Linked DNA regions of Mus musculus: region 1 is linked to region 2. The links are chromatin contacts, called in public Hi-C maps. All regions are on one chromosome and are shown on one strand. Each heading gives the region's core, a stretch centred on a gene start, on an enhancer-like site or on the middle of the called end of the contact. The rest is flanking DNA. Distances are from core to core; before and after follow the strand shown. Region 1 overlaps Lrrc69 (leucine rich repeat containing 69). Region 2 overlaps Slc26a7 (solute carrier family 26, member 7).

What was found. A called contact is a pair of places that touch in the nucleus more often than the background predicts.
Region 1: a Hi-C map of Sertoli cells shows a contact between it and region 2, with 2.3 times the contacts expected there. The contact joins two enhancer-like sites. A contact is called at or near these places in 1 of 484 Hi-C or Micro-C datasets (Sertoli cells) and 2 of 9 other capture datasets (adipose tissue and embryonic stem cells).

The regions. Positions count from the first base shown.
Region 1 is chr4:14,774,164-14,778,971 of GRCm38.p6, forward strand. It overlaps Lrrc69 (leucine rich repeat containing 69), which reads right to left. Exons shown (of 8, transcript NM_028499.2): 2 at 794-920. Among named protein-coding and RNA genes, the nearest start is that of Lrrc69, 19 kb to the right of the region's middle. Within about 2 kb of position 2,193, at least 53 of the 459 cell types and tissues checked have an H3K27ac peak or open chromatin away from gene starts, as enhancers often do. A contact at or near this core is called in Sertoli cells, where this site is marked.
Region 2 is chr4:14,514,393-14,519,892 of GRCm38.p6, forward strand. Slc26a7 (solute carrier family 26, member 7) reads right to left here. Exons shown (of 19, transcript NM_145947.2): 14 at 5,001-5,138; 15 at 1,761-1,809. Among named protein-coding and RNA genes, the nearest start is that of Slc26a7, 100 kb to the right of the region's middle. Within about 2 kb of position 4,214, at least 8 of the 459 cell types and tissues checked have an H3K27ac peak or open chromatin away from gene starts, as enhancers often do. A contact at or near this core is called in Sertoli cells, where this site is marked.

The sequences.
Region 1 (4,808 bases), core at 943-3,442, 260 kb after region 2:
AAGATTCCTCCACTAAGTCATGACATTCCTAAACTTCAGCATCCAGGGCTACCACTGGGCAAGCAGCTCCTGGAAACTGTTGCAATTTAGGAAGGAAACCTGGTTTGGGCTTAATCTTTATTTGAAACAGACAAAGGCTGCTTTTCCCCACTGCTACAAACTTGAAAATTATGGCATCCAAATCAAAATATTAAAGAGGCCAACAAAACAAAAGCAGTTTTTCACAAACAACAGAGCCTGTGGGTCTGTTTTGTCTCATCTCATGTGATTTTTTTTTTCAGAAAAAAAAAAAAGTTAAACCATTTTAGTCTATCATAATTCTAAGGAAAGAAAGCTTATGGTTGACTTAGCTTTGGAATCATTTTGTGACCTTGGTGAATCTGCTCTGCTCAATGCAGATGTGATTAGAATACACAGAGAGGCGAAGAAGAAGGTGTGGAGGATATGTATGATCAAAGCACATTATTTTCATGTGTGAAATTCTCACACAGCATTTTGTTTTGTTTTGTTTTGTTTTTCATTATAAATGCTTGTCATGGTGGCTCATGCCTTTAATCACAGCAGTCAGGTGGCAGAGGTAGGTGGATGTTTGTGAATTCAAGGCCATCCTGGTCTACAAAGCAAGTTCCAGGACTGCCAGGAAAAACCAAAATAAAATAAAACAGACTTAAAAAGCTCTAAGCATTATTTCAGAAATTCCTTAATTTCAGCACAATACAATTCCTTTTTGTTTTGTGTCACATTGCTAGATACTAGAGGTTAAACACAATGCTATAGTCCATAATTAACTTACTAAAAACTCCAGGAGCAATTCTGCAAATCCTGTTTCCAAATAAATGAAGATTCTTCAGGGAGGTAAGATATTTTATCTCTTCAGGAACTTCTTGTAAATGGTTGTTTCCCAGGTTTAGTAACGTCAACTGCAAACATAGAGAAATATAAGGTATTTGTACATTATCTATCTCCAAATGGGAAAAGCAGTAAGTTTGCTGACATCTACATAACCTAAGAAAACACAGAGATGATATTTCTATCCATTTTCTTTAGCTGGCACATAATGTAATGTGTTTCATTATGGCATTTTCATGCACATGTGTCATATTAATTAATTCTCATTCTTCCTCCTTCCCACAGTCCTCCCTTTTCTTCTCTATCCCTCTCTTGCTGTCTCCTCCTCCAGCACAGCCTCCCTTCTGCGTCTATATTACGTGCATGGCATAGCCATATCCACTGGAAATGGTCAGATCATTTGAGCAAGGCTAAGCCGGATGCTACAACAGCTGTCCTTCTGTCTCTCACTTTTGGGTTTCTGTCTCTGTGTGTTGCACTCTTGGGGACTTTCTGCATTGTGACTCATTTTATGTCTTTTGCTGAGAAAAATGATGTCTGAGTCTTTTAAGGAGAATCCTTAATTGAAGTTTATCTGGCCACTATTTGGAAGTCTCCCTTGTGCCCTGGAAATGAGTAAAGGCAGGGAAGCGCACAGCTAGATGAGGTCATCACTCCAGGAATCTTCTTGGGGTATCTGACCCTGAGTAAACTCAAGAAGTGTAATTGGTGCAGGGTAAACAGAGACAACTGACAAACTGACTGGACAGTAGAGTAGGTTACAGCTTCAAGGCCTGTTTTTATTATAGGCTTGGAGCTCTGTGAAAATGTAGTTGAAAGGTAGGGATGTGATACACGGTACACCCCTGGAGGACTAAAACTCAGTCAATAAGATAGATTAACTAAAATAAACGTTTCCTACTTTATAACATAGATGATGAAACATATAGTAGAAGAGTTGTGTGTTCGTAGTTGCTATTCATAGAAAGACTGGTTCAGATGTTCTCTGTTTGTGTGGAGTGCTCTAAAACTGCAAACACTGCCAGACTAAAAGCAGGCTGTCACATAGCAAATGTGTTGGCTTTGGAGGAGACATTCTTTGGATTCTTTAAATTGGAGTTGTAGGGCTGATAGTAAGAATAAAGTCTGTCCTGTTTATATTTTCTAACTGGAACTAAACGTGTAACCCTGGACATGTAGTAAGAAATCAAACACGTATCTGTACCATTTGGACAATCATCACTCTGCCTGTGTTCTATGAAATCTGTATAAAGAAGCGCCTGATGCGAGCTGTAAGAGTGCCCTGACTATCCACTATCCTGTCTACTCCCTCCCTCCCCTCCACTATTCCTAATCTCCTCTGCAGGCCTCTGTGTCAGCAAAATCCCCCTCCCCCCAGCTCCTCCCATCCTTGGGAAGTCCTGCCCACATACACATGTATTTTATTACCGGCTCCCCAACCTCAGCTGTTCCCTCATTACAGCTTGATCCTCTCTCTCCTCTCTCTGTCTCTCTGTCTCTCTGTCTCTCTGTCTCTCTGTCTCTCTCTCTCTCTCTCTCTCTCTCTCTCTCTGTCTCTCTCTCTCTCCACACACACACACACACACACACACACACACACACACTCTACATGAGGAACTAAAAGGTGATAATTGTCATTCTTAAGCTGGTTCATTTCACTTTATGATCTCTAGTTTAACTTGGGTTTCTGAAAATGTCATGAGCATGAAAATAAAATTTCATTGTGTATATACCATGTATCTTTTTTAAATTTATTTTTCTCTCATATATTACATCCCAACCACAGTTTCTCCCTCCCTCCACTCCTCCTAGACCTTCCTCGACTCCCCACTCCAACCCCCAACTCCCCTCTTGCCCAGATCCGCTCCTCCTCCTTTCACTTCAGAAAAGGACAGACCTCCCAGAAATATCAACGGAACGTGGCATATCATGTTGCAGTAAGACTAGCACAGCCCTTCATATGAAGGCTGGATGAGGGAACACAGTCAAAGAAAAAGTGTTCTAAAAGCAAACAAAGGAGTCAGAGACAGCCCCCACTCCCTCTTTGAGGTGTTCCACAAAAACTACACAACCACAATATATATGTGGACCTAAGGGACCTAAGTCAGACTCACACAGCTTCCCTGATTGTCAGTTCAGCTCTGTGAACCACTATGGACCCTTGTTAGTTGAATCTATCGGCTGCTTTCTTGGTAAAACATTCACTTTACCCATTCATCAGTTGATGACACTCAGGGTAGCTCAATTTTTTCCGTATTGTCAGTAACGCAGCAATCACCGTAGGTGTGCAATTCTTCTGGGCTGTGTTCATTTACAATCTTGCAGGCATATATCAAGTAGTAATATAGTTGAGTCATATGCTGTTTATGTTTTTTACCTTTAACACACTCCATATGCATTTCCATAATGGCTACACCATTTTATACTCCCAATAGTGAATCGGTATCTCCCCCACAACATCTTTGCTAGCATTTGGTCTTATTTGTTTTCTTGGTGAGAGCCATTTGGGGCGAGGTGAGCTGAACTTCCAAACAGCTTTAATTTCCACACTTTTTGAAGACTTCCCAAACATTTATCATCCGTTTCTGTTTGTTCTTTTGAGAAGTGTCTGTTCATGTCATTAGCCATTTACTGGTTGGATTTGGTGTTTTGGTGTTTGATTTTACAGTTCTTTATACACTTTAGACATTATCCCATGTTGATGTACTTAATAAAGTATATTTACTATTAAGCTATCTCTTCATTGACGATTGCTTCCTTCACTGTACATATTTATCAGAGTCTAAGAGGTTTTTGGTGGACTCAGTCATTACGGATATTTTATGCATAGAATCATGTTATGCAAATAAGAATAATTTGACTTCTTCCTTTTCTGTTTGTATTTTTTTTTTATTTCTTTCTCTTTTCTCTCCTGTTTTATTGTTCTGATTTCAAGCACTGGGCCAAGAATGACTGTGTACCCCCCACTAACCCCAGCACTTGGGAGGCAGAGACTGGTAGTCACTGTGAGCTTGAGGACAGCCTGGTCTACGAGTAAGTTCCAGGTCAGTCTGCTGAGGATTCATTTAGTTTCCTTGCATTCATTTGGTAGATCTTACACGTCTAGGAATTGGTCTTTTTTTTTCTAGATTTTTTTCACAAAACAAAAATTTAGACAATTTATAATTTCCATATGCCACCTAGTGTTACAGCCCTTTTGAATGACATAGTGAAGAACTCTTTACTAGTGATCTATCTCTCCACTCTGTTAATGGTGTAAACAAAGAAGAGAAGTGGCCATAGAGTTTTTACAATACATTTTTTACAATAAAATATGAACTTTAAAAATATCATTTGAGCCGGGCGGTGGTGGCGCACGCCTTTAATCCCAGCACTTGGGAGGCAGAGGCAGGTGGATTTCTGAGTTCGAGGCCAGCCTGGTCTACAAAGTGAGTTCCAGGACAGCCAGGGCTACACAGAGAAACCCTGTCTCAAAAAACCAAAAAAAAAAAAAAAATTAAAATAAAATAAAAATTAAAATATCATTTGACTTTATCTTATCCTATTCTATTTTATTCTAATTATTATCCCTTACATGTCTGTCTGTTTTCTAATGAGAAACAGAACAAGGGTGGAGCTGGTGGAACAGGAGGGGAGGGAAACTGGAAAGAGTGAAAGGAGACAAAACTAGAATCAGAATATGCTATATAAGAAATGTTTTCAGTCAAAGAAAAATCATTTTAATTTCTTCTATTTTTTAATTATTTGTATGCATATGGTTATTTTGCCTGCACAGATATACAGACATGTGTACACACAGAGGAATAAGAAGGGTGTTGGATCTCCTAGAATTGAGGTTAGAGATGGTTGTGTGTCACCAAGTGAGTGCTGGGGATTGAATCTGGGTCCTCTGAGAGAGCAGTCTGTGCTCTTCTGAATCATCTCCAGCCCTCAAGTTTTAATCTTTAACTTACTACACT
Region 2 (5,500 bases), core at 2,964-5,463:
TAATTTGACTCATAACACATCATCAACAACAAGAAAAAACTATCTTAAAGTCATATTGACTCATTTTGAATGTGATTAAGGACGGGGGTCACAAGAAGTGATACAAGGGTTGTGAAACTAGGAAGAGATTTTAGTGATGAAACTGAGAGCAAGGCCATAGAAGGCTTAGAAAAGTGGGAGCATAATGATGTGACTAAATAAGGTTGGGCAGGAGAAGAGAAAAAAGAGAAATAAACTGATGAGGATTAAGGATAACCTGGGGTATCCAAAGAAGTGAACAAGGAAGGTAATACATGAAATAGATAAGTTTTCTACCAGTACCCATATATTTTATATGCACTTCCCTTATAGTCCACCCTTTTCTCCATTTTCTACTATGATTTCTTCTTATGATAATATATAATTACAAGGATTATTTACTAATTTCCAAAAGCATTGAGACTCTAGGGTTATTTTCTTGTTCTAAACTTCCTTCTATTAAAAATTTACAGCTTAGGGGCTGAAGAGATGTCTTAGTGATGAAGAGCCTGTCCTATTCTTGCACAGGGCCTGAGTTTATTCCTAGCACCCAATCTAGGGTGGCTCACAACTGCCTATCGGTCCAGGTCTAGGGACTCAACAGTCTCTTCTGGCCTGTGTAGGTGGCAGCATTCATGTATAAATGCCCCCACACACAACCTCCCCATACATATACACAAAATTAAAAATAAGATGAGTAAATATTTACAAATTATTTACATATTAATTTCATATTGGCAAGTATATCTGCATGCATAGTTTCCATTGTTTGAAGCATGTTGAAATTTCTCTTATAGTATGGTCACCAGAGACACAGCATGAGTCAGATCTCAAGTCATGTTTATGAATTTTGCCCAAATTCACTGCAGCAGATTTTTAAAAATTCCTCTCTCAACTTGTTCGTTTTCTTTGTCATCAGCTAATGATATTTAAATCATATAATATATAATTCCATATCAACCACTTAGGAATTTAGTCCTCTAGTTAGATCTTCTTTGGATTTCATTAATTCTGCCCTTTTTCACCTAGCTGCTATACTGCTGTGTGGTGTCACTCCTCCTGCACAACTGTGTATTAGTGCTGCTGCACTCTGGCTGCACAGTTGTGTGTTAATACTGCTGCACTCCTGCTATGCATTGGTGCTATTCCACTCCTACTGCACAGTTGTCCATCTCTGTGTCTCCTGGTTTCTGTATATTGAAAGAAAGCCAATTCAAATCATGCTTTTACAAGAGGATAAACACCAACTTGGATATTATATCAAGGATGTATCATTAAAACATTGTTGCTGTTACCTGACGTTTATCCTAGAAAAGCATGAGCCTGTGGTCAGCTTAGTTGGGTGAAGTAGAAATCTAAAATAGGTGTGAGATAATATTTCAGGGAAAGATAGATATACATGAAGATTATATAGAATTTGGACATTCAACTTAAGGAGAAGGAAAAGAAGAAAGATAGAAACAAGAACAGAGGAAGAAGTGGGAGGCCAAAGAAGAGATGGAAGAAGAAAAGAAAGAGTAACAAGAAAAGGTAAAAGGAACAAGTGGATGAGTAAAAAGGAAGAGAGGAGGAGGGAGAGAGGCAGAGATAAAAATAAGAGGGTGAGTAAACAGGGATGGGAAGAGGTAGGAGGTGGAGAGGGGGATTCTAGCTGAAGAACAGGAAAACCCTCAAGGAAGAGGGCCAATGGAGAGAAAAGGGGAGAAGGAGGTGTGTATCCTACGGTGTAAAAGCAAACTCACCATTGCAGTTGCCGTTGGACAGGGAACTGAGCAAGGTGTTCTGTTCACACTGAAATAAAATAAACGTAAAGAATAAAAGCGCTGTGGAACAATGAATAGCCGCCAATGAGAAAGTTGCACATTCCTTTCTCCATGTTGAGTAACAACAGTCAGCACCGCCAAAGGTTTTGTTCCAGGAGGGTTTCAGATGCTGTGTGCCCGCAGTGAACTAGGAAGTGAAGAACGATTATGGGCTGGAAATAAGCATACATTCATCCAACAGAATTTTTGCTCACTTAGTCAGATGTTAGAACATTTTCTGAAAGACTAAATTTGTTTTGATCTGACATCAAAAACTATTTCATACACATTAGTCCCACAAAAACGCTTGAGAAACATTTATCACGTGCTAGACATCAGGAAGTGAAAACAAAGCGGCTCTGTATCATAGCTCAGTGTCTCTACCAGCGGGGCCTCGGCAATGCAGTTGCCTATCAAAAATACCGTGTGTGTTGTTTCTTTTCTTGGCTATTGGTAAGGACAGTGCATATTTTTCAGTGTTTATTCCATACCCAAGTCTTGAAGACATTAACAACTGAATCTTTGCAAAGCATTCTGTGGGGTTACTAATCTTGTGTCCCATTATGAGGGAGGCAAAGATTAGAAAGCTAGAAAACCAGGTCAAAGATAGGGACATCTCAGTCTGGAATCAGCCAATGCCTTTCCATGTTTCCACTGCTTGTACAGCTTCTTAGAGTGCTCTTCTTAAAGGTGGGGTAGAGACCATTACCCCTACATGTTGCCCTGTGCTGCAGATAACATATTTTTATCAGATTACTTAGCACTTTTCAGAGATTCAATACTTCTTTTATTCAGTATTCAAATAATGATATTTCACTGTGTGGCTATATCTTAGGGACTGGCCTTCAGCAGATAGACATTTCCTTTCTCCCTCTTATCTTCTCTGAAATCTCCTGTACAGAAGAATTTTAAATAACTTATCTAGATACTCTACTTTTAGGAGGTGAATTATAACTCCTCAAATTCCTAATAATTGACTTAAACAAAGTGACTTCCTTCCACAGTATAGCATAGAAAGGGTTAAAAACAATAGATGAACTTAGGGAATCAACATTTCCGTCAACAGTAATCAGTCTTGTTTATAGTATGTACCTTGGATGGGATGTAGTACTTTGCCCCTACAATGTTCCTTCCTAAGGATCATAACCCTAGTCTTACCATGCAAAACACCAAACAAATTCTAATACAGGGCATTCTACAAAATACCTGGCCATTCTTGATCAAAATTTTCACAACCTTTAAAACAAGAAAATTTGGGCAACTTTTAGACAAGAGAATCATGAAGCATGACAGTTAAATGTAATGTGACACACTAGCTAGAATCTCAGAGCCTCCCCCATCACTAGATAGATAGATAGATAGATAGATAGATAGATAGATAGATAGATAGATAGACAGACAGACAGACAGACAGACAAACAGATAAGCTACTAGTCAAAATAAGGAAGACAGAATAAAACATAAATGAATGTGTTAGCTGTAACTGGTACACAAAGCATTAACATCTTAAGTGTTATGAGGTATACAGAACCTATCCTATCGTCTTAGTTTCTTCATAAATCAAAATATAAAAAACTAAAGTTATTTTTTAAATATATTTGGTCCTAAGAAAATGCCAGCTATAATCCCATTATGCACACTGTTGCAAGCCTCCTCCAGCTGAAACCTAACTTTCCAAATGGCTGATAGTCTGAATTGAAGGAGACAGGTGGCAGTATCAGGAATGCAGGTTCATTTCAGGCAGTCCTGCATTGCAGTGCACTGCAAGGATTTAGATGGAAGATATTAAATTAGACAAATTTCTTATGGGTCCATGAGATTATTTAAAACTATATCATTTTTTCATAGTACCACTTTTGCATGGTGATTGTGAGCTAAACTCCACAAAAACTACAACGGTGCCCTGTCATATACAATAAAAGACTCTCCGAAATATATAGGCACAATGTCAACCTGAACCACTAACTATAGAAGTGAGTTTCAAATCTGAAAACACTGGCTGTGGTCCTCAACATTCCATTGAAAGTGAAAACCTAAAGGCACAAAGGCAGTATGCATTTACAACCTGTAGGGTCCCAAGGTTCTTGTCTTTAAAAGGTTTACACTCGTATATAGTCTGATGGCATCATCTCACAAATGTTAATAATTACAGGAAGAGGGACTTCACACCTTCATTTTCAACTGTGATCATGAAAATCATATATATGATCCTATATAGGAGTTTGGGGCAAAGGTCATAGGCAGATCAGGTCGAGAATTATGGGCAGAAGCACTTGGCTGTAGGCAAAGGAATGGCCCTCTGCACAGTTTTGAGACCAGAAACAAGAGGCCTTGAGACTCTGATACATGAGTAACTAAGAGATACATGTTCAAGGATGTATGAGAAATTATCTGGAGAGTCAAGGAAAGTTTCATGAGAAAGACAGTCAACCTAATGAACCACATTAGCTAAGACTACACAGAACTCAGGATTGATTCCAGCACTATTCTAAGTGGTTTGCATATTTTAACTATTTGAATCCTCATTGTTACAAATGAGGACCCTGAAACACAGGCTCATTCATCTAAATTCCCACAGCTGGTGAGTGGCTCTGGACTTGAGGGCTCAAGGGCAAATTACACATTCACACTGGTTCATTCCGGTGCACATCTGATTCGGTGCCTCTGGTCACCAAGGTTTCTTACAGAAATAAAGAAAAGCTGAATATTAGTCAGGACATGGTACACATCTATAATCCAAGCACTTGGGAAAATGGGGCAGAAAAGTCATAAACTAGATAGGGAGACCCTGTCTTGATTTAAAAAAGAAAAATAAAGGAGAAGTTAGGAAAGGAAGAAAAGGAAAAGAAGGAGGAAGGGAAGGAAGGAAAATTGTGTAATAAGGTTATAATGTCAATAACAACTGCTTATACTTCTATGGAGCTGTTTATCAAGCTTCCTATTCTGAAGAACTAGGCTATCACATATTTATTTTAGGTCCATGATGAACAAATTTCTTAAGTGATATTAAATATTGTCCTATACACGGGTTATATTGTAAATGAATAGGCAGATATACAATATTAAGGGTTTTTCTGATGAACAGGTCTATAAGAATATCTAAACTCTGTCGTTGTTTACCTGTGGATATTTTTAGTGATATTTTCACTATTACACATGTCATGAAGCTAGGATGCCTACCTTGCTGACATCATCAAGTGGTTGGTTGCTGTCACTTTCCTTTAGGATTATTTTCATCAAATCAGCACTAAATTTCTTTGCATTCAGGAAAACAAGTGGGTTGTTTATTGAGATGATTTTTATCTGTTGCGAGGTTTCCTTTTAAAGTGAAAAAAGGAAAAGATTTAGAACTCTGAATCAAGTCAGAAAAATATAAAACAAACAAGCAAACAAAAAAAAAAAAAGAAAAAATAAAAGAAAAAAAACCTATACCTGATCAGACTAAATCCTATTAGTCAACATAACACTCAGTTGTGGATTGCTATCTCTTAACTAACATATTCGTTATTGTAATTTATTTGTAAGTCTTAATGGAATACCACACATATCAAGGAAATAGACACTTAGTATTGAGAAACATTAGTAATAAAACAATCCACAGCTTTTCAGAAAGTGTCTCTTATTTCTATTTATCGGTCCAAGAGAGGTAATAACCTAGACTATCCTCCACATAGTGCATC